4 separate regions of the Mus musculus genome follow, and all the other regions are linked to region 1. Evidence: chromatin contacts called from public ChIA-PET and promoter capture Hi-C data. All regions are on one chromosome and are shown on one strand. The core of a region is the stretch at or near the end of the contact, and the rest is flanking DNA. Distances in the headings are between cores, read along the strand shown. Region 1 holds the start of Nrde2 (nrde-2 necessary for RNA interference, domain containing). Region 2 overlaps Rps6ka5 (ribosomal protein S6 kinase, polypeptide 5). Region 3 overlaps Rps6ka5 (ribosomal protein S6 kinase, polypeptide 5). Region 4 overlaps Ttc7b (tetratricopeptide repeat domain 7B).

What was found. Promoter capture Hi-C pulls out the DNA fragments that hold promoters and counts their contacts. ChIA-PET counts read pairs in DNA pulled down with a chosen protein or histone mark.
Region 2: a contact with region 1 is called in a promoter capture Hi-C map of the HPC-7 cell line, with 2.8 times the contacts expected there. The contact joins the enhancer-like site here to the promoter of Nrde2 in region 1. A contact is called at or near these places in 5 of 39 promoter capture datasets (the 3T3-L1 cell line, the C10 cell line, the HPC-7 cell line and 1 more) and 2 of 115 datasets of contacts at active chromatin or transcription factors (bone marrow-derived macrophages and large pre-B cells).
Region 3: an RNA polymerase II ChIA-PET map of memory CD8 T cells shows a contact between it and region 1, with 9 read pairs. The contact joins the enhancer-like site here to the promoter of Nrde2 in region 1. A contact is called at or near these places in 6 of 39 promoter capture datasets (the 3T3-L1 cell line, the C10 cell line, hematopoietic stem and progenitor cells and 2 more) and 6 of 115 datasets of contacts at active chromatin or transcription factors (astrocytes, bone marrow-derived macrophages, effector CD8 T cells and 2 more).
Region 4: a contact with region 1 is called in a promoter capture Hi-C map of the HPC-7 cell line. The contact joins the enhancer-like site here to the promoter of Nrde2 in region 1. A contact is called at or near these places in 20 of 39 promoter capture datasets (the 3T3-L1 cell line, 3T3-L1-derived adipocytes, the C10 cell line and 11 more), 7 of 484 Hi-C or Micro-C datasets (B cells, bone marrow-derived macrophages, cerebellum and 4 more), 22 of 115 datasets of contacts at active chromatin or transcription factors (DN3 thymocytes, T-cell acute lymphoblastic leukemia, bone marrow-derived macrophages and 15 more) and 3 of 9 other capture datasets (adipose tissue, embryonic stem cells and liver).

Annotation. Positions count from the first base shown.
Region 1 is chr12:100,156,475-100,163,443 of GRCm38.p6, reverse strand. It overlaps Nrde2 (nrde-2 necessary for RNA interference, domain containing), which reads left to right and starts at 3,791. Exons shown (of 14, transcript NM_001290303.1): 1 at 3,791-3,904. The coding sequence starts at 3,841.
Region 2 is chr12:100,667,236-100,674,204 of GRCm38.p6, reverse strand. All of the region lies in intron 2 of Rps6ka5 (ribosomal protein S6 kinase, polypeptide 5), which reads left to right. Among named protein-coding and RNA genes, the nearest start is that of Rps6ka5, 54 kb to the left of the region's middle. Within about 2 kb of position 3,919, at least 15 of the 459 cell types and tissues checked have an H3K27ac peak or open chromatin away from gene starts, as enhancers often do. A contact at or near this core is called in the HPC-7 cell line, where this site is marked.
Region 3 is chr12:100,632,748-100,639,716 of GRCm38.p6, reverse strand. The region is part of intron 3 of Rps6ka5 (ribosomal protein S6 kinase, polypeptide 5); the gene reads left to right. Among named protein-coding and RNA genes, the nearest start is that of Rps6ka5, 89 kb to the left of the region's middle. Within about 2 kb of position 2,781, at least 35 of the 459 cell types and tissues checked have an H3K27ac peak or open chromatin away from gene starts, as enhancers often do. A contact at or near this core is called in effector CD8 T cells, embryonic stem cells and memory CD8 T cells, where this site is marked.
Region 4 is chr12:100,501,872-100,508,840 of GRCm38.p6, reverse strand. The region is part of intron 1 of Ttc7b (tetratricopeptide repeat domain 7B); the gene reads left to right. Among named protein-coding and RNA genes, the nearest start is that of Gm36375, 10 kb to the right of the region's middle. Within about 2 kb of position 3,185, at least 57 of the 459 cell types and tissues checked have an H3K27ac peak or open chromatin away from gene starts, as enhancers often do. A contact at or near this core is called in B cells, the HPC-7 cell line, T-cell acute lymphoblastic leukemia and 3 more, where this site is marked.

The DNA.
Region 1 (6,969 bases), core at 2,542-5,041:
GGGAAAAATAAGTATATTCGGTGGTTTTCTATAGCAAACACACAGAAGTGAGGCTGGGTTCCAGGGGCATCAAGAAGTAGCAGTTCAAAACCACTGGGGTCTTCTTCAACTCGAACCTGGCCTTTCCTTTTTTTTCTCTGCTTGGCTGAGTTTCCTCATCTTCTGGGCCATTGTACTCTGCACGCACACTGGGTGGCTACTAGTGTTGTGATCGTCTCCCAGCTCCAGAAAGACCACACCAGGCCAAACAGTTCCACGTGAGGTTTATTGAGAGAGAGAAGGGCAAAGTGGCAGTGGAAAGAGAAGGGGGGGGGAGGGAAGGAGAGAGAGAGAGATCGAGAGATCAGAGGGGCCTTTCTCTATATATGCATGGTGACATAGTCACAGGTAAAGGTGGGAGGTGAGCCAAGTGGATTCTGTGAATATGGTGGCTGCTGCCTTGGCAACAGGTATGGGGGTCTCGCTGTCACCTATGTGATGTCATGGGTTTCAGAGGTCTTGATAACAATAACTACCGCACTTCTTCCCTTAGCCATATATCCATAGAGCCAATCGGTGATCTGAAACCATTTCTGGTTTATGTTGAGAAATCCCTGGCACCCGCCCTGGAAATACCCAGAGTTTACACGTGGAAGCTAGAGTAAGGATCAGTGAAGTCAGTGGTTCTCACGTCCTTTGTGATGGGTTTTCTAGGCAGAAAAGAATATTCAAAACTTTCCTATTTTCTTGAGACAGGGTTTCTCCAAGTAGCCCTGGCTGTCCTGGAATTCACTCTGCAGAACCAGGCTGGCCTTCAACTTCGAGATCCACTTGCCTCTGCCTTTCAAGTGCTGGGATTAAAGGTGTGCGCCACCAGGTCTAGTTCAATACGTAACGTTTAGTTTAACCTAGTAGCAAATTTTGTAAAGGTCTGGCAATCACAGCCATAGCAAATTTAGTCCTATGCCCATTTGTGTGGAGCACGTAGTTTTCACCCTTACAAATGTTGAAAAAAAATAACAACCCTGCCAGGCGTGGTGGCACACGCCTTTAATCCCAGCACTCAGGAGGCAGAGGCAGGCGGATTTCTGAGTTCGAGGCCAGCCTGGTCTACAAAGTGAGTTCCAGGACAGCCAGGGCTATAAAGAGAAACCCTGTCTCAAAAACAAAAACAAGACAAAACAAAACAAAAAAAAACCCCAAAAATAACAACCCAAGTCCTCTGTAAGAGCAGCAAGTATTCTTAAGCACTGGCCTTTACCACTCGAACGTTGATCATTTAAACCAAAGGTCAGCACAGCTTTTCAGGAAAGGATCACATAGAAACATTGGAGACCAAGCAGGATTTCCAGCCTCTGCGGCAGCTACACTGAAAATTAATTCTGTACGTTTTCAAAATGTACTGGGCATTATGGTACATATCTTTAATCTCAACACTTGCGAAGCAGAGACTGGCAGATCTCTGTGAGTTTGAGGCCAGCCTGATCTACACAGAGAGTTCCAGGACAGCCTAGGCTACATAGAGAATCTGTTTTTTCAACATTTGTTAGGGTGAAAGCTACACACTCCATACAAATGTCTGTGTCTGCTAAACCTTTGCAAAATTTACTCGTATGTTACACTAAAAGTGAAGTTTTGTTTTAATTGAGAGAAAGGCAAGAGGATAAAGAGTCTGAGCCTGTACTACATACTGAGATCTATCTAAAAACAAAACAAAAAAAAAAAAAAACCAAAACAAAAACAAAACTAAAACCAAAAGACAGGGCAGGTGAGATGTCTCAGTGGCCATCAGCTCCTGCCACATAAGCATAATGACACACACACACGTACACACACACAAATTTTAAAAAAGTAAAAATCCTCCCAGAAAACAAAACTTTAGAAATCTGTATCAGTAACTTGATTATATATTAAGTTGTCCTTATGAATTGCTTACGAAAAGTCTCTTACATGTTTGTAAATACACAAATATCCACTACAGCAAGATTCCTTGTTATCAATACATTATCATGGCTTTCAAAATTTTTTTGAAGCCTTTCACATTTAATTCTTATTTTTCTGGAATAGAAAGAGATGAAACATTGGGGAAAGACTGTAACCATTTTAGTTAGTTTTGTTTTCTGTTTTGTTTTGAGACAGTGTGATAGTTTGTATATCCTTGGACCAGGGAGTGGCACCATCTGAAGGTGTGGCCTTGTTGGAATAGGTTTGACCTGGTTGGAATGGGTGTGTCACTGTGGGTGTGGGCATAAGATCCTCACCCTAGTTGCTGGAAGTCAGTCTTCCACTAGCAGCCTTTGGATGAAGGCATAGAACTCTCAGCTCCTCCTGTGCCATGCCTGCCTGGATACTGCCATGCTCTCACCTTGATGATAATGGACTGAACCTCTAAACCTGTAAGCCAGCCCCAATTAAATGTTGTTTTTTATAAGACTTGCTTTGGTCATGGTGTCTGTTCAAAGCAGTAAAACCCTAACTAAGACAGACAGGATTTCTCAGTGTAGCCCTGGCTGTCCTGAAACTTGCTTTGTTGATCAGACTGGCCTCAAACTCACAGAGTGAGTGCCAGTGCCTCTGACTCCAGAGTGCTGAGATTAAAGGTGAGCATCATCGTGCCCTGATGCAGATATTGATTTAATCAACTGAGATAACTTCCTGTCAGGTTTGGCGGAACTTGAGATTTACAGTTGAAGACAAGTGGATTCTACTGGCCTCCTTTTTCCAAGTACTTTTAGGGACCTGAAAACTTGGACATTTATTTTGGACACACACAGTTTACATGGTACACACAGTTTACATGGTACACGGAGCTGCTTGGATAGGTTTCCATCCATTCCTTTGTTTAGATGATTAGTCACATCTCTGGGTTTAGCTTTTTTTTTTTTCTAAACTTTATTTTATTGTGGTGCCCTGTGCACTTGGAGGTCAGAAGACAACTTTGTGGAGCCTGGATGAAACTCAGGTATCCATGCTTGCTTGGTAGTACCTTTATTATTTAAGCCATTTCATTGGCTCCTGCACCCAACCTTTTTTTTTTTTTTGGTAGGGGAATCTCAAAAATACTTTATAGGTAAGTATATGCATTTATTGTCAAAGACCTTTATCTTATTGGGACTTTGTACTCTTCTGTATTCCTAGGGTATTTAAAATGACAACTTATATTTGGATCACTTACATTTTGCCGTGGAACTTGTCACATCTCACATAGAAGCTAATTTTTCATTTCTTTTCTTTCTTTTTATTGGCTTTTTTTGAGACATCGTCTCTATACAGTTCTGACTCTCATGGAAATTACTATGTAGACCAGCTGGTGTCGAACTCACAGAGATCCACTTGCCTCTACCACTGAGTGTTGGGACTTAAAAGGGGTTTGCCCCCACACCCAGTTTAAAGCCACCTTTTAAATGCTTCTTATGGGTGAAACAATTGCAATTTGTACATGTATATGTGTACGTATACATACACTCACACACACAATCTTGCAGAGGAGGAAAATGAATCTTACAGAATTTGATTACTTTGATCCAGTTTAAAGGAGGCAATGTGCTTTTACCAGAGGAGCTGAATTCCAGTTTCCACACCTTCCCCCCTCCCAACTTCCTCTTCCGGTTCCTGCTTGTCCATTGTTCAGTGAAGCCGGAGGGCACTAACTACAAGGAAACTGTTCTTCCTCAATCTCACCCTCTTCCCTCCTCCCCTCTCTACCCTTTGGGTCTCCGCACCGCCTTGCCCAGGAGTTAAGCCTTAAAGAGTGCAGGAAGAACTACATTTCCCAGAGTGCCTCGCGAGTCACCGTCCTCCAACCAGAGCTCTCCAGACGGCGCCATTTCTGAGGCAGGAGTGGTAGTGCGGCCTGTGATCATGGCGCTGTTCCCGGCTTTTGCGGACGTAAGTGAGGCCTCCGGTGATGGGGCATTCAGGAAAGGTAAGCACCCCAAAAGAGTCGAAAAAGACATCCATTAAATTAATGGCAGATTTTCGGGCCTGGGTCATGGCCTTTTTTCTTTGCTTTGTTTATCCACCTGTATCCCAGAGTTCTCCGCGGCGCTGCAAAGCCTTCTGGGTCTTGTCTGAAGTGTAGGGCCAGAGGCTCTTTCAGGCGCTACGGTGGTCAAGTAAGCGGAGGGGAAACTAAGCCTACGATGATGTCTGGCGCTAACATTACCGTATTTTTGGACTTCATTCTCCTAGAAGCTGCAATGATACAACTCCATTGCAAAAGAAACCCTCTTAAAATACTTGCAATTGTGGTTGGCGTAATTCTGATTTTTCCTTACTAAATTGTAACCGTCAACAAATTCCGAGACTGTCTATTCATTGTAGCACACTTATTAGAAACACAGGCCCAAAATATAGACGTATTCAATAAGTGTGTCAGGATTGATAATGCAACCTGTTGCATGAACGAAACTAAGTAACAACAGCAACAAATCAGTATAAGGTAGTATGCTACAAATGTCATAGATGAGCCACAGTCAACCATAAAAATGAAACGTTCAGAATTTTGGAATGGTCTTCAAGAGGATATGATTTGTATAGATAAGAATTCAGGGACCTTCAAGGGGCTGTGGAAGAGAAGCATGGGATTAGAGAACTGGGTGCGTATTTTAAATGCTAAGACAAGTGTCAGCTATAATGAAGTTAACCATGGCAGGTAAATGCAGAAAATACATCTAATACTGAAAGTGTACGGTCAAGTTGAAGGGCTGGCAGTGGTGGCATACACCATTAATTTCAGCACTTGGGAGGCAGAGGCAGGTGGATCTCTGAATTCAAGCTCAGCTTGATCTACGTAGTGAATTCTTGGACAGCCTGGGCCACAACATAGAGAGACCCTAATCTCAAAAAAGACCAAACCAAAACAAAATATAGTTAAGAAAATTAACTATATATTATTTAACTATGAGTTACTGTTCAGCTTTCTTTACGGTTGGTTTGCTTATAGGGATCCAAAAGAAGTCAGAATTCTCTCTCTCTCTCCTTTCTCTCTCTTCTTTCTCTCTGTCTTCCTTTTCTCTCTGTCTTCTCTCTCTCTCTCTCTCTGAGAGAGGGGGTGTACTGGCTGGTTTTGTGTGTCAACTTGACACAAGCTGGAGTTATCACAGAGAATGGAGCCTCCCTTGAGGAAAGGCCTCCATGAGATCCAGCTGTAAGGCATTTTCTCAGTTAGTGATCAAGGGTGGGAGGATCCATTGTGGGTGGTGCCATCCCTGGGCTGGTAGTCTTGAGTTCTATAAGAGAGCAAGCTGAGCAAGCCAGTAAGAAACATCCCTCCATGGCCTCTGCATCAGCTCCTGCTTCCTGACCTGCTTGAGTTCCAGTCCTGACTTCCTTGGTGATGAACAGCAGTGTGGAAGTGTAAGCTGAATAAACCCTTTCCTTCCCAGCTTGCTTCTCGGTCATGTCTGTGCAGGACTAGAGACCCTGACTAAGACAGAGAGTTGGCCAGAAACCCACAGAGATCTGCCTTCCTAGTGTTGGGATTAAAGGCAAGTGCTCCCATGTCCAGGCACACTGCATTTTCTGCATGTACCCGTAGGTCCCCTTGAGTATGAAACAGTTTCTCTGCTCTTGTATTTTCTCAGGTGATATATTTGTTGAGGAAGCTGGTTATCCATCCTGAAGATGTTTCCCGCTAAATCTTCCTGTAACTTGCTCCTTTATTTATCCATCCCATTATTTCCTGGGAACTGATAATTAGATTTAAAGAGCCGATAAGATCTAGCTATATACTTTTTGTTGTTGAGGGTAGCTTGTTTGGAGTGCTGCACAAATATTAAGTCCTATCAGGAGGGTCCAATCTTTGATTTCAGTGATATTAAGGGGGTCCGTGTTGGGCATCAGATCCCCTGGGATTAGAGTTAAGATGGTTGTGAGCCTCCATGTAGATGCTGGAAATCAAACCTTGGTCCTTTGAAGAACAACCAGTGTGCTTAATCACTGACCCGTCTTTCCAACCATGCCATTACACCTTCATCTGATAATTTTGCAGTGATGTTTTTTATATTCTTGTGACAGGGTCTCACTGGGACCCAGATTAGCCTCCAGTGTGTAATCACCTTGAATGAGCAAAAGAGACTCAAAGAGTTTCTTCTGACTCTAGAACTTGCATTATAATTTTTTATGACAGGGTTGGGAATCTTGTGATTTAAACATCTTCGCAGTTCCTGGGCTGCTTCATGGGGTAGATCAACTCCCAGGAAAACGTCGACACCTTGAATGCCATTCTTACCTGTGTTTGCTGGTGCTTTTTGTACAAGTGAGTTCGAGCTTCCAGCAATCAGAAAATGGCAGTCCTAATCAAAATGAACGGCTTATTCTCAAGAGAACAAATATCTTCATTAATGTGATTGCTAACTCATTTTTACCATCAGCCTTGGAAATGCTGTTTGAATGATTTACCCCTGGAGGAGTGGCCCCTCATCTCTGAGTTCACTTAAACAGACTAGAAGCCAGGGCTACATTGTTAGGACAAGGTACAGAAATGGATATTGAACTTGGATGTGATACCCACTTATAAAGTTACCTAGTTTAGAAGCTTATTCATGCTGGCTTGCCCCTCTGCCTTTGGTGGAACTGAACGCAGGCCTTTTCAGTGGAGATGGAGGGTTAGTAAAGTGTCTTAGTAAGCTCACCACAGAGGTATGTCAGTGAGTCCTCGGTGATGGGCTGTTAGCTTACCTCTGTCAGATTTCTCTGAAGGTGTGTGTAGGTGCTCTATATCCCGGCAGTGGGTGGGCAGCACGTGACGTGGCGTTGAGGAGGTTATTTCCCTCTTTTCCTTTCTCATATGCATGGGTGTGTGAAGTACGGTGCCAGGCTCTCAGCAGTTGCTAACCTGAGATTTCTGTGCTGATCCCCAGAGGTTGGGTCTTCCAGATCCCTCTCAGGCTCCAGCTGCTTGCTTTCCTGCTGTTCCTTTCTGTAGTATAGTCTACCTGCTTAGTGATTCGAGTACACATATAATATATGACACCCTGCATAGTGATG
Region 2 (6,969 bases), core at 2,670-5,169, 510 kb before region 1:
ATCCTTGAATATTGGAAAGTGGACTACTTTGCATTTTGGAGATTATGTTCTGGAAGAGACTTTAGATATTTTTCCATAGAAAGTTTTAGAAATGTTAGCTTTTGCTATGCTCTTTAGTAAAAGTAGAAGTCAGCAGCGAGATTAGCCAAAAGAAACTTTTTACATACTTTAACCTCTGCTTTTATCAATTCAAATACTGTCCATTTTACTTCAATAGAAGTATACCAGCTACTTCAAAAAGAAAATTCATACTGAGGTCATGTTTTATTCCAGCTCTGGATAAAGCCGCATGACACTTAAATCAGTGGTAATAGATAACTTCTGACATCTACTGAATTTTAAATTTAAAAAGCATTCTGTGAAGATGAAATATTAGTTTTCATATCACATTTTATAGTATGTAACAAGACTTGTAAAATTAACTCAATGTTCTAGCTACAGAAGTAGAAATGGAGAGCTACTTTATCTTCTCTTTTGGGTTAGATGACAGTTAAGATGTTCTGAAAACCCCTTTATTAAATCCCCAAAGTGCTAGATAAAATGTATTTTAAAAACTAGGTCTGCCACTGACTGCATAGGTTAATTCACAGAAATAAGGGAAAGCCTCAGGTTCACAAGAGTCAATGGAGCAAGAGTATAAAGAACCGAATAAGCTCCCTGAAGACAGGAGTTTCGCTGGAAGTCTACAGTAAAGTGAGCTAGTTTTTACATTTGCAGTTTGCATGCTTGGTGTGGCAGATTGTATCTAAGGCACAGGAGAGATACCGACAGCTACTGCTCATTAAAGAAAGGAATCAGCCTGCAAAAGGATGGAAAAGAAGCTTTCTGGTCAGCATTGGCTCAAGAAATGCAATTCTTTAGAGCATCCTCAGCTACAAGCAGTCTCAACAATATATGCTATGTAAGAATTAAGGTCAAACTGGAATCTAACTTTATAACTAGTATTTTATAGAAAAAGCAACCATTAATCCTCTCAGGAGGAATACACTCTTCCCACATCTCTTTCTATGTAGTGGAGTGTGTGTGTATTTGTCTGGGTATGTGCACAGGTGTGTGGAAGCCATTATTTGCCATCAGATATCTTCTCAATCCTCTCACCTTTTCTTTCCTCTCCTTCCTTCCTTCCTTCCTTCCTTTCTTTCTTTCTTTCTTTCTTTCTTTCTTTCTTTCTTTCTTTCTTTCTTTCTTTCTTTCTTTCTTTCTTTCTTTCTTTCTAAAACAACCTCTTGCTAAGCCTGGAACTCAGCAATTCAACTAGGCTCTTTCCCCAACGAGCCCATCTCCTCCCCCAGCACTGAGGATGCAGGCCAAGGCTGCTGCATCCAGATTTTATATGGTCTTTGGGGATTTGAACTTAGCACTTCACAGACTGAGTAATCTTTCAAGCCTTTACATAGATATCTAATTCTGGAGAAAGTTATACAGGTAAAGACCGTGCTACAAACATTGCAAACATCCAGGAACAAGGGACTATGTTTGAGAGACTGGAAATAACAAAGAATCATAGATACAGATTATTTATTTTAGATTTGAAATATGATGTAATTGCTTATGGTTGTTTTAATAACTCATTTCAGTTGGAAAATTCAGTGTATACTTATGGGGTAGAATATAATGTTCCCATTTATTTATACATTGTACAGAGATTTACTGAAGGTAATAGTCTAACGTGTTTATCACTTCACTGACTTTTCTGTAGTAAAGATGTGAAAAACGTCTAGTAGCAATATTGAAATAAACAGTACATTATTATTTATTTTTTTCTTTTCGTTTTTCGAGACAGGGTTTCTCTGTGTAGCCCTGGTTGTTCTGGAACTCACTCTGTAGACCAGGCTGGCCTCGAACTCAGAAATCCGCCTGCCTCTGCCTCCCGAGTGCTGGGATTAAAGGCGTGCGCCACCACGCCCGGCTATACATTATTATTTTTAACTGTGGCTACTATGCATACGGTAGCACAATACTAAAGCTTCTTTTGCCCCTCACAGGGTCTGGTGGTATATACTTTTAATTCCAATACTTGGGAAGCAGAGTCAGGCAGATCTCTGAGCTCAAGGCTAGCCTGGCCTACATAATTCATTCCAGGACAGCCAGAGCTACATAGATTTGACCCTGTCTCAAAAGGCAGACAACAAACACATACATATGTACATGCAGGCAGAATACTCATAGACATAAGTAAATCTTTTTAAAAACACAAAACATGCTATCAGGGTTTGGCACATGCCTATAATCCTGGCACTTGGGAAATGAGGAGAGGAAGACTGCGTTTTCAGGGTCAGTTTAGGCAATCTCAAAAGAGAGAGAGAGAGAGAGAGAGAGAGAGAGAGAGAGAGAGAGACTAAGAAAGAATGAGTCAATGAACAAGACATGCTAAACAAACTACTATGCAGATTTTCCTCCCCTCCCCCCTCCCCCCTCCCCAAAGACCATGGGGCAGGAGAGATGGCCCAGCAGTTAAGAGTGCTTACTGTCCTTTCAGTGTGCCTAAGTTCAAGTATCCCCCAGCTGTCTGTACTCCCAGCTCCAGGGGGTTCATACCCTCTTCTGGACTCTTACGTGCACCTGTACACACACACACACACACACACACACACACATACATGTACATGCACACACAAATTTAAAATAATTTTTCTAAACGTCTACTTAAGGTATAGACCAGCAGAATACTATTTATTTTACCAGTGCTACTATTATAAGTAGAAAAAAAGCCGGGCGGTGTTGGCACACGCCTTTAATCCCAGCACTTGGGAGGCAGAGGCAGGTGGATTTCTGAGTTCGAGGCCAGCCTGGTCTACAGAGTGAGTTCCAGGACAGCTTGGGCTACACAGAGAAACCCTGTCTCGAACCGCCCCCCCCCCCCCCCGCCAAAAAAAAAAAGTAGAAAAAAAATTATTCAAATTTTAAAAACTGTAGATTTTTAACTTGAAGATGAGATAAAAGTAAAGAGAATGAATTGGAAGATAGATTTGAGCAAAAGATGCATAATAACATATCATGAGGGAAATGAACATATATAAAAAGTGAGGTCAAAGCAAAGAAGATGTAACAGTTGTCTGCCCGCAGAAGAGATAACAGAATAAGGAAAGACCTGTTTAAAGAGATGACAGCTGAGTATTTTGAAGTTTGATTAAACATGAATTCTGAGAATTAGGAAACAGAAAATCCTCAGCAGGCAAGTAAAAAGTTCTTCTGTAAATAAATGAAGGAAGCTGGCTGAACATAAGGACATAGAGATAACCCAAAAGCAGCAGTGAGATATGTTTTGAAAATAAAGAACAATTATTGTTTTTCTTTTTTTAAAAATTCTCTCATATATTACATCTAGACCACAGTGTTTCCTCTCCCCTATTTTCTTCCCCCCACCTCCCCACGCTCTCAGATCCACCTCTGCTCTGCTTCCCCTTAGAAAAGAGCAGACCTCCCAGGGACATGCCAACAAGCATAACAAGCTAAGATACAGCCAGGCACATAACATCTTATCAAGGCTGGATGAGGCAGCCCAGTTAGGAGGAAAAGTAGGCAAGAGTCAGAGCCAGCACCCACTCCTGCTGTTAGGATTCCTACAAGAACACCAAGCTACTCAACCATAACATAGATGCAGAGAACCTAGGTAAAACCCTACCAGCTTCCTGATCTCTGCTGGCCCCATGAGTCCCAGCCAGTTGATTGTGTGGACCATAGCGACTTTAATTTAATCATAATTGCTGTTTTCAACGGCAGCCATAGAAAGATCTTTGCAGATTGTACAGTGAAATGGCTGTTGATCTAGAATTGTGTCTCTAGCCGATCTGTTTTCCGGAGGTTTAGACAAAATAGATTTATATATGTATGTACGTGTATGAGTGTCTATGAGCATGTGTGTGTGAGCATGTAGGTATATGTGTGTTGTGCATATGGAAGCCGGAGCACAATCTTGGCTGTAGTTCCTCAGCTACAGTCCACGCTGTGTTTTGAGATAGGATCCCTCACTGGTGTGGGACTCAGTAATGAAGCTCGGCTGGCTGGCTAGCAAGCCCCAGGAATCCTCCTGTCTCTGCCTTCCCAGTACAGACGTGACAAGTGTACCCATGCTTTGCTTTTTTATGTAAGTTCTGGGGATCGAATTCAGATCTTCATGCGTGTGACAGCAGACACTTTACACTGAGCTATCTTTCCAATCCCAAATAGATACTTTAAACATATAAACGCTGAATATGTTTCACACCAATAGTTCCTCACATTGCAAAGGATGAGCTATTAGGGGAAAGAAAAATTATGCCAGGAGAGTTTCTGAGATACAAAAAGGATTAAGAGGAAATAAAATATAAACAGTATTACTTATGTAAGGCCATAATATCTCATTTGTGTAATTAAATTAAGACAGCTGGAATATTAGACAAAAGTTACATGATTTCAGAGGTGACAGGAACTCATTTTCTGAGGTACATGCTATAAAGTGCATATGAATCGTAAGTGTATAAATAATCATACTGCTGGGTGTGATAGTGCATGCTCTTAATCCTGGCACTCAATCTTAGTGTGAGGCCAGCCCACTCTACATATCCTGTTCCAAGACAGTACAGAGACCCTGTCTTAAACAAATTACCAAACTTACATCAAAAATGAGACAAGAAAATCTGCATGGCCCTGTAACCATTAGTGTGGTCAGTAAGCAACGGTCTTCCAAGTGGAAGCTGTGTGGTGCAGTTTGAAAAACAAGTTGTTACCAGATCTTAAAGATAGTTCTAAGTTCTACAAACTCAGAATAGAATGAAGTTCTTTCCTCCCACTCATTTTCTCAGGATACTAATACCTTGATTCCCAGAACATGCCAGGGGAGTATAATGAGGGGAAGCCAGAAGCTGTTTCACATGTGAGCATCGTGTCTAATGTTTGCAGAACCAAACCCTGGGCTGCTTTCAGCACATCTGATCTTTGATTAATGTCCCTCTTGCCTCTGGGTGTTTGCTCACAGGCCTGGAAGGCGGCCCTCAGGGGAGTAATTGTGTCTCTGTCTTGTTGAACTTGTCCAACCATCTCCTTTTCTGTTCCCCTCCTGCCTTAGTGGGTCTATTGTTAGCCACAGATGCTCTCTCTCTCTCTCTCTCTCTCTCTCTCTGTGACACTGCAGCTCTTAAGAAAGATGGGTAACTAAGAACTGTCACTGTAGACATTTCTGAATTTAAAATCAAAGTTTTGATGACTAAATGGAGTAGGTGGACAGTTTCATTATGAATATAATAAAATCAATTTTTATTCAAAATTTCACCACTAATCTTTCGGTTTTATTACCTTTTTAAAAAGATAATTTTTTCCAGCACCACTTAGAATAATAGAAGAACTTCATCATGTGTCTTTGTGTGTCATGTAAGGTTTTTCTTAGGAAGTAAAACTTAAAACTCTTTTCTGATAAATTAATTTATATATATTCTGAACTAGAAAAACTTGTTCATCGAATTGCTGAAATGTGGCATTGCTGAATGTTTGAACATTCAGAGGCTCTGCTATTTTGTTCTTTTACTGCTGATTGAACCTAAGGCCCTGTGCCTGGTAGGCAGGTGCTACACCCCTGAGGTACACCACCAGCCCTCTTAACTTCTGCTTTGAGGTAAGAGCTCACTAAATTACACAGGCTAGCCTTGAAGTCAGTCTCTAGTTTAAGGTGGCCTTGAACTTGGAATCCTCCTGAGGATCTGTGTTATAGGCCTGCTCTATAAGACCAGCCCAGGCTCTTTAAATCTTATATTTAAATTCATGTGATATTCTTAACTCTTTACTTGGAGGCTGGTTGGTTTCTTTTTGAGATTTCTTTAGTCTGTTACTAATCTGCTGATTACTTTCACAATCTAGAAACTTTGAAATAAACTAGACTCTTCTCTATTATCTTTTCCTTTTAGTTTCTCCTGAAGTCTGAAACATGGCGCTTAGCTGTGTGTACAGTAGGGTGTTAGAGTACCTATCATTTCTCAGAGGTCAGATACGGAGTCAGAAATCCATAGTGAAATTATATCCTAGGTTGGAAAAATAAAATTATTTAGACCTTCCATGTAAGGAGAGATTATCAGTTACTTCATATAATTGCTTACTTTGTTAGCATTTTTACAAAGTAGTATTTCTAATAAAAATACAACTGTGAACAATATTTTATAAATGAAATGCTTGCAAGTTGAAAATTCTATTAACATTTTTAAAACATGGGTTTGAATGTTGCCTTCATGTCAAATAAAAAGAATGCATTCTTTATCTTTTTTCCCTAACTATTTAATAATTGGACTTCTGAAGTATAATAAAATCTCAAACAGTGTATTGTGGACACTAGCAGATACATTCTAAGATATATATCCATACAAGTGCTAAAATGCTCAGATCGCTTGATACATTCAACTCCCAGGTTCTCTTGCTCCAGGAAGTAGCATCATCAGCAGCAGCCCAAGTTCAGAGGATCCCAAGTTCAAGGCCAGCCTGTGTAATTTTAGTGAGCTCTTACCTCAGAAGTTAAAAGAGGGCTGGTAGTATAGCTCAGGGGTGTAGCACCTGCCTACCATTGCCCAGAATTGACTTGTGACCCCTAGAGGGATTCAGAAACAGGGACCTACAGCCACCACAGCACTTGGGATCAAGTTGCCCCTTGCCAGTCCATTGTCCATAGCAAGACTTATCTTTCTAAAGTACAAATTAGATCATAATAATTTTCTACCCAAAAATTATCAGTCCACTTCTGTTACTTGTTAGATTCATTCACTCACTTATTGGCATTAATTAATTAATTAATTAAATGCTGGAATAGAGTAGTTGATTTTTTAAAAAAATTACTTTAAAAAGCTCACAATGTAGTGAAACAGATTTTCATGTAATAATAAGGTTTGTGAAACCTTGAAATGAGGCTAAGTGTGGAAATCTAGACTATTCATTGTAGTGTCTAATGAGTAGGACCACCTCTTCCCATCCTCCTCACTGGGGCTCTCCTTAAAATACACATTGTTCCCT
Region 3 (6,969 bases), core at 1,532-4,031, 480 kb before region 1:
CAAAGAAAGATGTCAGCTCCCTTTCATCAGAGAGAGTTACCCCCTTTGCTCCAACAAGGGCTTCTCGTCAGGGAGAGTAAGAGCGCCAGGAGGGTCCTTGCTTCAGCAGCACACACATTAAAATGGAAGCGTACAGAGGCTAATACGGCTCCTGCACAAGCAGGACAGGCAATTCCAGAGAAAAGGTTGTTACAAATACGGCAGAATCGGACCTTTTAGTTTTGAAATATACCAAGTGGATAAATACTATATGTTTGTTATTCACAGCAAGAGACTTTATTTGCAGTGGTGGTTCTGTTTAATAAACCCTGGAAAAGTTTGATTTATCTGTTTTTCAGAATAAGCCTGTAGACTGTGGTTACTTACTTGTTTTGAAGGGTTTGTTGTGGATGTTGACAGTTTCTAAGGTGTACACTGAATTTTAGTTACTCTCCCCCATTGCTTTACTTTCCCAGCTGCTTCACTGAATCCTTCTTCTTCCCAGGAAGCCCCCTTCCTACAGTCTTGTCTCCCTAGGCATGTTACCCATGTACCTGAGCAGGACTTCTGCATGAGCCTGCCTAGTCACTCACTAGGCAGCTTTAGACCACCAAAGAGTGACACTCCTTCCTCCAGCCACTGTTAACTTTGTAATCCTTCCGGGAGGTGTGAGGCCTCATAAACTCTTCCTCCTTCTTCGATGAAAGTTTGATGATTCTGATCTTGTACAGGGAACCTCAGCTGCAGTGAGTTTATATAGAAGGCATGTCCTGTTCAGAAGATGTTTTACATCAGCTTTCCCCAATATGGCTCTTAAATTCTTTTTGCCCCTTCTATGGTGTTCGTTTAATATTGAGGGTTTGTGTATATGTGATATGCACTTCCTTTAACAGCTGAGCACTCCATAGTCACTTATTCTCCATACTTTTAACCAGTTATGAATCCTAGTATTTTAACCACCACAAAAAGGGCCTCTGCTGAAGGCTGCACTCATCTATGAGTACAAAGATAAGTCTATAAAAGGCAGTTCTTACTATATTTGTTTAGCAAAATAATAATAGTAAGTTCTCCCCTTTGGACTATGGCATTCATACATTGGTTTTGCGGCTGGGCTTACAGTCCTAGACGAGAGTACTGTCCTGTGGGGTAGGCTTCTCCATCTACCAGAAGGTAGCATGTTGCCCCCATGGCATTATGCCAGTATTGCAACAGCCAGGTTGATTAGCACTGTAGCTCAGAGTTTATCTTTGGGTAAGAATCTTAAAGACTTACCTTCTAGGAGCCTTCATAGAATCTCTTACACCTAAAGCTCCATCGCTGTCTTTCTGTCCATTTGCAACAGCTTACCCGACTTCACTGAAAATTTATCAGATCCAATTCCTACAAACGCAGATTTACTTAAAATTACCTGTAACTTGGGACTGCGTCATAGATCGACAGTGAATAAGGACGTTGATTGTGATGGTTAGTGCAAGTTGCCTATTTAACAGGATCTACTTGAGAGATGAGCCTCCAGATATGCCTGTGGGGAGTTGTATTGCTTAGGCTGATATGTGAAGACACACACACTCACTGTGGGTGGCACCATTCCATGCATGGGATCCTAGACTGCTATATAAACGTAGAAAGTGAGCTGAGCAGCCGTGTGCATTTGTCCTCTGCTTCGTGATTGGATGGGGTGTGACCAGGCGCTGTCACCTTGACTTCCCCACTACAGACGGTAGCGAGCACTTTTGAACTGTGAACCAGAATAAACCCTTTCTCCTTAAGGTCGCATTTATCAAAGTATTTTATCACAGCAATAGGAAAAGAAATTAAGACACCTAAGAGTTATAGGGGTTTCGGTTTGTTTTATTTTGTTTTTTGGACACACTGTTGAATATAAATGACTTTTAGTGTCCAAAATGTTCAGAGAGGGATTGACAACCTCTGGAGCTGGAGTGGACCTCTGATGCCCGATGTGGGAGCTGGAAACTGAACTTGGGTCCTTTGTAAGGATGCTCTCAGGGGCTAGAGAGATGGCTCAGGGGTTAAGAGCACTGACTGCTCTTCCAGAGGTCCTGAGTTCGATTCCCCAGCAACAGACGGTGGCTCACAACCATCTGTAATGGGATCTGATGCCCTCTTCTGGTGTGTCTGAAGATAGCTACAGTGTGTCTGTATATCTTTAAGAAACAAAACAAAACTATAACATCTTTAAGCTGGGCGTGGTGGCGCACGCCTTTAATCCTAGCACTCAGGAGGCAGAGGCAGGCGGATTTCTGAGTTCGAGGCCAGCCTGGTCTATAAAGTGAGTTCCAGGACAGCCAGGGCTATAGAGAAACCCTGTCTCGAAAAAAAGAAAAAAAGAAAAAAAAAAAAAAGGACACTCTCTACTCTTAGCCACTGGGCCATCTTACCAACCACAGCAACTTAATAAAAATGGGCAGTATTTACTAAATTAATATGCAAATATCTTGTGACTCAGCAATGTAGTTTTAGGTATCTGAGCTACCAAATACCTGCCCAGCTAGATAAATAAAGTATATTTTGAGAACATTTCTTACTCTACATATTATAAGAATGGGAATGCAGGTTGTCTGTAAGCCAGAGAATTTTAGATTTCTTCCTCCAGAATCACAAAAGAGTGGGGGTGTGATAGGAATGTGGCAACTGTTTTTACAGTCGCTTTTTGATTGCTTTAGTATTTACTTGCCACCAGGCACCACTTTGGGTATTTTTCAGTATAGCAACTCATAGGCCTTTGCAGGCAGCCCTTAGGGATTGGATTAGGATTGAATAGGACCCCTCTTATCGCCTTTGTGATGCAGATGAAGTGACTTGAGTGAGATGGCTGACCTCTAACGAGATAATGTGGCATCTGTGTGTCCAACTCCTGGGTTATTTTGGTGCATCAGGACAAGCACATTTATTTTAGTAACAGATTGTGGAAAACAACTGCAATGTCTATTTTTGTTACTTTTCTTTATCTTTCCCAGTTTACCAGCCTTCTTACCCTGTCATCACACTTAGGCCACTCCATTGCTTAAAGAAGCTCACTCACTTTCATATACTTGAAACAGAACAATGCATGTTAAATAGAATTGTGGGTTTTTTTTTTTTTTGTCTCTGTGACAAATGACTGAATTCAAAAGGGAAAGTTTTTTTTTTTTTTGACTCATAATTTTACCCTATAGTTTGCCAACTCCGCTGTGTCTTGGCTTGTAGCAAGGCTTAACGCCATGGTGGAAGGGCATGCTAGAAAAATACTCTTCACTTACACCATCCAGGAAACATAACAGTAACAGGAAGGGGCCACAGCCAAGATATACCTGTCAAAGACCTGACCACAGCAACACATTTCCTCTAATCAGGCCCCACCCTGCACCATCTTTCTACAGTTTATTTGGATTTTTGAGTTTATCAATTGATTGTTAAACTGTTAATAATTAGACTGCATAGACATACGGGGTTGGGGGGGGGGCTTTAGTGCAATCTCAATTCAATCTTATTGCCAATCAGGAGTAACCATGACATACTCTTAACTCTATAGTCAGGTTTTCAGACTACTCTGACATCCTGTCTCCTCTCCTACCAATCTCCTGTTATTCTGCTGTCCTACCCGCACTGTAACCGAGCTAAATTATTTACCCACTCCTCTGTAAACATGCATTTTTTGTTTAAATTTTTTTCTGTTTGAAAACAATTTCGGCATTTCCTAACTGAAAGTGTCAGGTGCAATTCTTGATCTCCCCAGCCCTCGGCTAGCCCACTTTTTCTGGAGCTGTTTGACTTAAATGATTTGATGTCTGTAAAGTGCTTAGTGCCATCGCTGGCAGATAGTGATCCATCAGATTAACTATCAAAATAAAGTTGAGAAAAGTACAAGATGGAACTAGAACATCTTGTTGTGGTATAAAGAAGAAAGTGTAATGGGGGCAGAAGCAAAGCTTTCCCTTGTGGAATAATACTGACATAGAGAGGGAAAGAGAGTTATAAAATCATCACTCCACACTAAAATGAGTGGGTGGTAGTTTAGTGAGAAGCAGGATAGTTTTGCATAATCTCAGTTCATTTCTTCATGGTTTGCCAGTTGAGTACAAGGAAAAACATAGTAACTTTACAGTGGAGAAAACTGACAATCAACACTTCAATGACTAAATTAATGGCATGATCAAAATTAACTCTAGTGTTAGGAAAACTCATCTGTATTTCCCATGTGACCTAAGAAGATGGCGTCATCCATTGGCATTTGTTTGAGGAGTTTATTACTTTCATATGACCATGACAACATCATATAAAATCTACATTGAAGATTTGTGTACACTCAGGATGTATCCTCTTCAAAGATGTCAGGAGTAAGAAAAGAATGATGGAAGCATCCACACATGTCTTATGTAATTTCCAATGAGCTGTGTGATCTTGAGCTGGATTTTAGAGTGGAATAAAGTCACTACAAAGAATCCTGGGCAAATGACAAAATTTGAGCAGGAAGTCTAGATAAAGCAATGGTATTTTTATGATGTGGTTATGTGAGAGAATGTCTCTGGAAAGTTTTAGGAATAAAGAACAGTATTCTCAACTGGTTCAGGGGAGATATGATGTTAAAAGCAGAGAATTCTACAGCAAGTGAGCAAATGGAGGAGTGTTGGATTTTTATGGGGGTTCTTTTTACTGTTACAGTTTGATGTTGTACCATTAAGCTTGTTTTGTTTTGGTTTTGTTTGCTTGTTTCATTCTGTTTTTATAAGGCCATAGTTGAGACCCTGTATCCTAGGAGAAGCTTCAATCTTTCCTCATTTAGGAGCACTGTGTGGAGTAAAGGATTATTTTCTTAGTTTCTTAGACTAAAGGCAGAAACAGTTTGAGAGTACCCGCAGGCCCCATACTGTGCACCTGAAAACAGGATGCAAGTTTTCTAAAACCATGCTTCCCATGTTTGTAGCTTCCTGCTGTTTGGACTTCTCCAAAGCCATTAATAGTGTATCAGAAAGATGTATATATTGCAGTATCTATTATATCAGTATAATAGATTATACAGCATTTCTCAGAACTGGACATTCGATGTTTCTTGGTTGTAAACTATCTGAGATTCTAATCCCTGGTAAAAGCTTTGACTGTAGATCTTCTCTATTACCCATTTCTCATCTATCTGTTTGAACAGGTAGACAAATTAAAATGATAACATCTCAGGACAAGTTTAAGAGGTTTGCAAGTCTGCAAGCATTCTTGTAGGCAAAGCCAAGTCCTATTTGTTTCTTTCTCCAGGAACACACAGCTCTGTTTTCACTAGTCTAAGACACAAATTGCTGCCTTTGAATTTTCTACCCTAGAAATCTACCACTGATTATTGTACGTTAGCACAGCTTTAGGGGGAAAAATTAATCTGAGAATGATGGCACACACACCTATAATCATAGCACTTAGAAAGCTGAGTTAGGATGACTGTTAGGAATTCAAGGGTACCCTGAGCTACATAGTGAGTACCAAGCCAGCCAAGACTCCATAAAACAGATTTACACTAAGTGTTTACTATACATTTTTAATCCTACATAGAATCCCCATAGAATGTCTACTCTGGGGTTCTTTGACTGCAAATGAGCCTTCAGAAATTTAACTGGGACAAGCGGGTTCTCTGGAAAGTCAGTTGAGTCAGATGGTGTTTTGCTGGGGCAAATACAGTAAGGAGTATTTCCCTGAAGCGGACACAAGTGAAAGGATGTGTTCCTAAAGCAGACACATGAAAGAACATTTCGCTGAAGCAGTTTGAGAGCAAGGTGAAAGGCTAAGGCAGACTCATGAAGGAAGGTTTTGCAGAAGCAGACACAGGTGAAAGGATGTTCTGCTAAAGCAAGCACGTGAAAGGACACCTGATGGAGGAGTCTTTGCTAACAACACACATGTCATGTATTGGTCGGCCTTACATTGCATAGTTGAGCTGGGTTTGTCGGGACTCCATAGAGAGAAACATACCAAAAAACTTCTGGTGATGTGCTGCAGCTTCTTGCCGATTCTGTGGACTCGGGCTGATTGGCACAGTGATGTCAGCTGAGATAGACACACTTGGAGTTTTGCACATGCTGAGGCAAGACAGGTGGTAAGGCAAGAGCCTTGGAGGACTCGTGATGTCTGGAGGGTGTATGAATAGTACTCAACCGACTGTGAGAGAGGCTTGCTGGTAGAACTAGCTATGCAACACTTGTTGGTCTCAAGTCTTTGCTGATCTTTGCTTGCTGAGAGAGGCACAGCTGAGAACTTCTGATGTTCCTGGTGTCGGCTATGGTCTCTCCTGCTGACTTGGGCCGATTTGGCTGAGTCCTAGCTGGCTGCTGATTTGTGTTTGCTGAATCTTGACTCTGCCAAACTTGAATCACTGTGATTTATCCCTGTGAGCTGAGCTGCTGATTTCCTGACAACACAGATGGGGTTTGCTCCAAAGAACTATTTCTAAACAGGTCCACTTCCCCCATATCCTTTCTTTTCTACTACCTCTGTTGGGTAGTGGCCTAGAAGGGAGATTAAAGCATTTAAATGCCATCATTAAAAATAGGGTTTGACAGAAAGTCTCAGATGCCAGGAAAGCCTGAGGCTCCCAGAACTCCATGGGGATGACATTAGCTGAAATACCCCACAAAGGAGAGGGAGAACCTGTTGAGACCATATCCAGAAGTTAGGCATGGCCCCTCAGTTGAGGGATAGGGCTGCCCACACCCATCTCCAAAACTTTAACCTAGAATTGCTCCTGTCTAAAGGAAATATAGGGACAAAGAGTGGAGCAGAGACTGAAGGAAAGGCCATCCAAAGACTGGGGATCCATCCTACATGCAGACACCAAATCCAGACACTATTGCTGATGCCAAGATGTGCTTGCCGACAGGAGCCTGATGTAGTTGTCTCCTGAGAGGCTCTGCCAGATCCTGACCAGTACAGATGCAGATGCCCACAGCCAACCACTGGACTGAGCATGGGGACCCCGATGGAGGAGTTAGGGGAAGGAAGGAAGGAGCTGAA
Region 4 (6,969 bases), core at 1,936-4,435, 350 kb before region 1:
GCTCCGGAGAAGGCTAGATCAACCCTAGGCAACTGGTTTACGGGTTTTCTTTTGTTTCTTGAGTTGAGTTTCTCCAGCGGAAGTATGTGTTCACAATCATGTGGTGTGTGAGTATGTGTATTAGAAAGGAAATATGAGCAAGTACAGGGTGAATATGTGACGGTAAATGTGTGTGTGAGCATGTGCATGAGAGTGTATGTTAGAAAGTAAGTGTGAGGGGTTGGAGAGATGGCTCAGCAGTAAAGAGCACTGACTGCTCCTCCAGAAGTCCTGAGTTCAATTCCCAGCAACCATATGGTGGCTCACAACCATCTGTAAAGGGATCTGATGCCCTCTTCTGGTGTGTTTGAAGACAGCTACAGTGTACTCACATACATAAAATAAATAAATCTAATCTAATTAAAAAAAAGAAAGAAAGAAATGACTGTCTGAGCTTCGGCCCTTGTCATTCACTTGGCCACTTCCCGGAAGCAGTGGACCACACCTGCTGGGTTCCTGCTGAGACTTCTCCCCAGAATGCTTTTCCCATAAGTCTCATTTTGGTTTCTGTAGCAGACATGCCCTGATTTTTTTTTTTTTTTCTAGACCTTTCCCCTCAGTTTCTTTTAGGTTTGATCTGGACTTGACTTGAAAACTGAATGTCACTGCAGGTTGAACTTGGCCTCATGCTTCTACTTCTGTAAATGGTGCTCTGGTGCCCCTGCCCACCATGAGGTCTGCAGTAGATGTGTCTTTAATCCCTCTCCCTTTTCACAGGCCCTGTGTCAGAGCTTCTAGTGGCTGCTGTAACAAATTATCCTCAGTTGGACAGTTGTATCCTCTTGGCATTGTGGAGGTGAAGAGTCAGAAAGTGGTTAATCAGGGGTCACTCAGGTGTTAATTCCAGGGTCAATCAAGTGGCGCTCCACAGGTGGCGTGTCTCTCCTCTGCCTGGGTTGTGTAGCTTCTGTGTGTTGTGTGGCTCCTACCCTCTGTTGTGTTAGAAGGCAGCTCGTATCAGGACAGATCACACCAGGCCAGTACAGCTCCACGAGAAGAGGGTTTATTGGGGGGTAGAAGGGGAAGAAGGGGCAACGATGAAGAAGAGAGGGTCAGGGGTCTCTGCCTTTAATTTGGGCCATGACGTAATCACATGCCCTACTGTGCACAGGTAAGGCGGCAGGCAGGTGAAGGGACGACTGGGAATGTAGACAAAAGGCTAACACCCTCTTCTCCGACTTTAGAGTGAACAGTGTAGCCTCCCATCTCTGCTCTGTAGCCACATCTCCTGAATGCAGACCTGTGCTCACACAATTCAGGATAATCCTTCCATCTCCAGGCCCTTCACACTGTCCCATAAAATGCATTCACACCTTCCCGAGATCATGGTGTGGAACTGCTGGGGCCATATTCCCAGCACAGTCCAGGAGCAGGCCTGGTTTGTTTTGCCTCTGGGTTATATTCCCACTTTCTTCCCTCACTCTTGTCTGAGTTGCTGTCTCCTCACTGGGAAAATCTAGTCCTGTTCGGTCCTCTCACTGAGTCCACTTGCCACACAGCAGACGGAGGAGCTCTCAGAAACTCAAGTCAGGGCATGTCATCCACTGCTCACACACCTCCAAGACTTTTGCACTGAGCTTGTCCAAGGGCACAGCTTTCTCTCGGGTCCTAGACCATGCCACCTGACACCTCCCCTCTCTGGAATGCCCTTCTCACAGATCTTTGACTTCCTGACTCTGTTGTCACTATCTCAAGAACCCTTTCCTTGGAGAGTCTCTGCCTGGCTGTGGACACTTGTTCATGTCTCAGAGAATCAGGTTGGAGAGAGAGAAGCAAATGCTGGTTTTCTGCAGACCGTTTCCTCTTGCCTTTTGTAGTATTTGGTTTAGGATACAGACTATAAGGTAGTGCTGCCCATGTTCAGGGAAGGCCTTTCTTCCTCTGGTAAATTTGGTAGAGTAGTCTCACACCTCTGTTAAATGTCCTCATACATATCTCCAGAGGTGTGTCTCCTAGGTGGTTTTAAATCTAGTGAAATTGACAGTAAATTTAGCCATCACACCCTGCATAAGTTGAAAGTAGTGTTAGTTGAAAATGCATTTAGTAGACTCAGTGGGCCAAGAGTCATAGCTTTCTTAGCCTGATAGCACTTAGATTACCTCACAGTTAGAGAAAAATCACCCAACACAAATACCTGGGTGCACACATGGGTGATGTGCTTGCAAGGATGATGGAAAGCCACCCAAACATTTTGAGGGAGTCCTTTCTACATTAGTAGTAAACTTGGAAAAGATATTCACAATCTAGAGTATTGGTTTTTATTTTACACCATTATAAAGTTGGAAACTGGGCTGGCGAGATGGCTCAGTGGTTAAGAGCGCCGACTGCTCTTCCGAAGGTCCCGAGTTCAAATCCCAGCAACCACACGGTGGCTCACAACCATCCGTAACGAAATCTGATACCCTCTTCTGGAGTGTCTGAAGACAGCTACAGTGTACTTACATATAATAAATAAATAAATCTTTAAAAATAAAGTTGGAAACTTATTAAGTTCATTGTAAATGAGGGATCTTCTGTAGAGTACAAGATGAATGAATGCTCACCCCATACTGTCTGCCTTCTCGCAGCCCTTTACCAGTACAGCCACTCTTGGGACATTATATGGGGAGTCTAAAGTAGCCTGTCCATATGTATAATTTCAATGTTATTTATTGGGAGGAGGGGCATGCATGAGCCATAGTATCCATGTGAGGTAAGGGACAACTCTGTGGGGCTGGCTTTCTTCTTCCACCTTTCCATGGATCCCTGGAATTGAACTCAAGATGGTAGACTTGTCTCTCAGGCCCCATTCCTCCTCCTCCTTTTTTCTTCCTCTTCCTTCTCCTTCTTCTCCTCTTCCTCTTCTTCCTTCTCCTTCTCCCTTCTCTTCCTCTTCTTCCTTCCTCCTTCTTCTTCCTCCTCATCTTCCTCTTCCTCCCTTCACTGCCTCCCTCTCTGCCTCTTGCTGTTTCCACACAATAATACCATTCTATACACCCTCTTTTCTCTCTTGCTTTTTTTTTTTTTAACCCTCTGTCTTTGAGATTATTGGCTGTTACTATGTAACAAACTGGCTCAAAATGCAATGCCTTACAGCAGACTGTGACCACAGGGCTGGGCCTGGTGCCTGCTGCTCTTGAATGATCAACTTAGGCCTGAGCAAGTCCACTGATACCCACAGATAGTCAGATGGAAGAGGAAGTCCACTGATAACCACAGCTAGTCAGATGGAAGAGGAAGTGAGTCCTCCCCTTTCTAAGCTTCTGTGTCTATCATAGCTTACATTATCCTGTTGCTCAGCTTGGAGAGTTTGTTGAAGACAGGGCGCATTCATATATTTAGGTGACACAGATGTGCTTAAATAATTCTGGCTGTTTAATTTGTCTAATGGATGCGTTATGTTTCATTGGACACATCAACATTCATCAAACAAGTCCCTATATGTATTGTTTTCTGTTCTTTACCATTTCAGGCAGAGCTGTGTATAGGAAACTGTCTCTACTATGCATTTGTACTCAAAGATGCAAAGATCCATGGGAAAAGTTCCTAGACCTGGAATTCCTGAGTCAGATGATACAGGTCTATAAACTACTATATAGAAATTGCTAAATTGCCCCTGGAGGCACTCCTGCCGATTTATATTCCTGTCAATACTACTTGTTTGTGTCTTATCAGAACACTTAGGAGTTGGGGGAATCACAGGTGCTGAAAATACCATTACCTGTCACAAAAGGCCAGATGGGGGGGGGGTGTCACCAACATGACACAGGAGAAGCAGAGAACCCAGCTGTCTCAGCTGTGTGACAAAGGGGATGATGCTGCAGAACCAGCTCTTCTTGAATAGAGGCTTGTCTTTCCCCTCTTGGGTCACAGCCACACCAGGAATGGTTTGAATAGAGCTAAGTGACATATGAACTGGGTGGTTGAGATTTCTGTGTTGGTGTCAAGAACTCCACAAAACAGAGAAGAAACCTGACTTTTTTTTCAGTATCAGATCTCTGCATACCAGCTGCTTAGCCTACCAGGGAGCTGCTCTGAGGCAGACAAAGGCTACAGCCCTCCCTCTCTTCCTTGGGGTACCAAAGAGCCAAGTGCTCCAGGCACTGAACTGTGGTGGCCATAGGACTTGTAGATTTTCTGTTTAGAGCTGAACCAGGGCCCTGGGTCCATCCACTGAGGCTAACATCTGCCCTCTTTTCTGGCAGCGTTTGGCTGATGGTTCACCTCCGGCTTTAGCTCTGTTTCAGTTACTGGAATACACTTTCAAACCAGTCTGACTCAGGCCCCTCACACCCCCTACTCACTCGGATTTTCCCAGAGTCCAAGCCGATGGGGCAGGAAGAGGATTCCAAAACCACCTGTCCAGGTGGAATCTGCAGCCTAGAGCCTGAGGGGCTGGAGTGAAGGCTGACCATGTCTAGATGCCAAAGCCTGGATGGTTTGTGCCTGGCATGTGGGAGAGAGGGTGTCAGGAACTGTCTGGGTTCAGAGCCCAGCTCCAGGATGTACTTTCTCTCTGCTGCCTGTTCTCTGTGTGAGATGGCAATGGTGATAGTCTCAACAGCTTAATGTTGCTTTCAGGAATTGCTTGGTACATGGCCTCGTGCTTAGTAAGAGCCTGGTATGGCTGGGCTGATAGTCAGCGGTATCCACTATTTCTTTACTCTGATAATGCTGCAGACCCCGGGTGCACAAGGAGTGGATTTAGAGAGCTTTCCGTCTCCAGTGTTACTATTCTGGGATGTAGTAGGTCCTTCATGAAAGAAAAGATCAGTCCTAGTAGCTAGTGTTGCTTAGCACCTGCTACGTGCTATATTGCATCTCTTGTGTGATTCTTACGATTGCCAGCTGAGGAAACCACTGCTCAGAGAGGTTAGGTGAGTCTTCTGTCCCATACAGCCAGTAAGCCTGGACTCTGGCCCCAGGCTGCCTAAGCCTGAGACTCTTTCCACCTGGTGCTGCTTGGGCTTCTCTGTCCTGGAGGCCGAAGGTCTGGCCAATCTGCAGGGTGGCTGCTCCCTGTGTAGCTGGAGACCCTGCCTGTGCTTTCCACAGTGCCTGGGGAGTACTTTCTGGGACAGGAAGATGCTCAGATCTAAGGCTTTTGTGGGCAGAGCTCAAAGGGCAGGCCGCCATTCCCAAGTCACAAGTGGAAATTGAAGGCAGCTCTGTGTCTGTTAGCTTTCTCTAAGGGTCTCTGAGCTTGTTTCTGTTCTGTACGTTGTTTTTGTGACTAAGCCAGGGGGAGAAAGTTAGTCTCCATAGGTCCACACTTGGGGGAGTGAAAGTCTGTTTGATCCTTTCTTCTTTCTACTTAATTCTTTAATCCATCTGAAATTAATATTCCCATGGCTTGGGGTTCCTTCTTCCTTTTTGCCTCATTGTCCCAGCATGTAGCCAGATACTTCCGGCACTAAGAGCTGGTGTAATGATGACTGCATCTTTTCCTGCTGGTAGACTGTGAACTGGGGATCCATGGGATTCTGGCAAGTACAGGTAGAGTCCAGCCACCCAGGACCCCTTGAGTATTAGGGCTGAGTCTGTTTCTGAAAGGTATTTTGGCAAGAGCTCTTGATGTCTAATTCTCTGTTTTGGCTGGAAGAATGAGTGACAGGAAACTGCCCCCCCCCCCCCCAGGACAAAGAAAACATAATTTTTTTGGCAGATTAAAAAGGGAACCTAGAGAGTAAAAGACATTGAGAAGTGATTTTGGTAGCATGCTAAACTAAAGTCAGACCATAAGCTCTGTTGGCCAGGTATAGTGAGAAAGCGCCTGCTAGTGGAAGCCTGTTTCTTCTTTGACAGATCTTAGGACACTGTAACCTTCCTGCCCCCTTCTCCACTGTTCTCTGTCCTTTTCATCCTTGACTCTGGTGAGAGTGTGCCATTCCTTTCCCTCAGCCTGGTGCCCTCCCACTGGGTTCACCAGTCTGGTCCTACTCTCTCCCTGAGGTGTAGCCTCCATTTAACAAATGGAGGACTGATGCTGTCAGAGGTCACGTAGTGAGAAGAGGTAGCTAAGGTCCTCCTCTGCTGTTGTAGGTCTGGGAATTCTGCCGCAGGCCCTGCAGCAGGGAGATGGGTGTGGCTGTGGGAAAGCAGTGAGAGGAGCCATCAGTGTGGGTGCACAGGATGCTTTCTTAGAATGCGCCTCTGGGAACTGAGGCTGAGGTCAAATCTAGGGCTCACTGTATTTTCTCTTTCTTTCCCCCTTTCCTTAAAATATACAGGGGTCCAATGGTAGAACTCTTGCTTAGCAAGCTTGAAGCCCAGAATTTGATTCTCAGTACCATAAAAACCAAGTATACAGAAAAGGGTTGGCATAGATTGATGATCAGTGATCTTATCATTATTATAGTTAATAAATATCCTGACATCAAAACTTGTAGCTTTTAAGAGAAAGTTCTACTTTCCCCCCTGTAAGTAATATAAAAGGATTTGGGGCCAGGCATGGTAGTGCATGCCTTTAACTCTAGTGCTCTGGAAGCCGAGGCAGGAGGATCTTTGTGAGTTTGAATTCCAGACAAGACTAGCTTGGTCTGTATAGTGACATGTATTCAGCCAGAGCTATATAGTAAAGACCCCATTTTAAAAACAACAAAATAAAACAAAACAAAAACAAGAAAAAAAAAAAACCCAAAGTGAAAACCACTGAGCTCTGCTAGCCTTCTGCACACTAACACTCCTGTGATCCTAGCAATGGGGGCCGAGTAAAGGGATCACAGATTGCAAGACAGCTTACACGGTGGTGGTGGGGAGTTTTGGGGGTTGTTTAAAAACAAACTAATAAGCAAAAGATTCTGTTCTGTGTATATCTTTATAGATAAAAAATGTAAATATGCTGGGCGTGGTGGCGCACGCCTTTAATCCCAGCACTCGAGAGGCAGAGGCAGGCGGATTTCTGAGTTCGAGGCCAGCCTGGTCTATAGAGTGAGTTCCAGGACAGCCAGG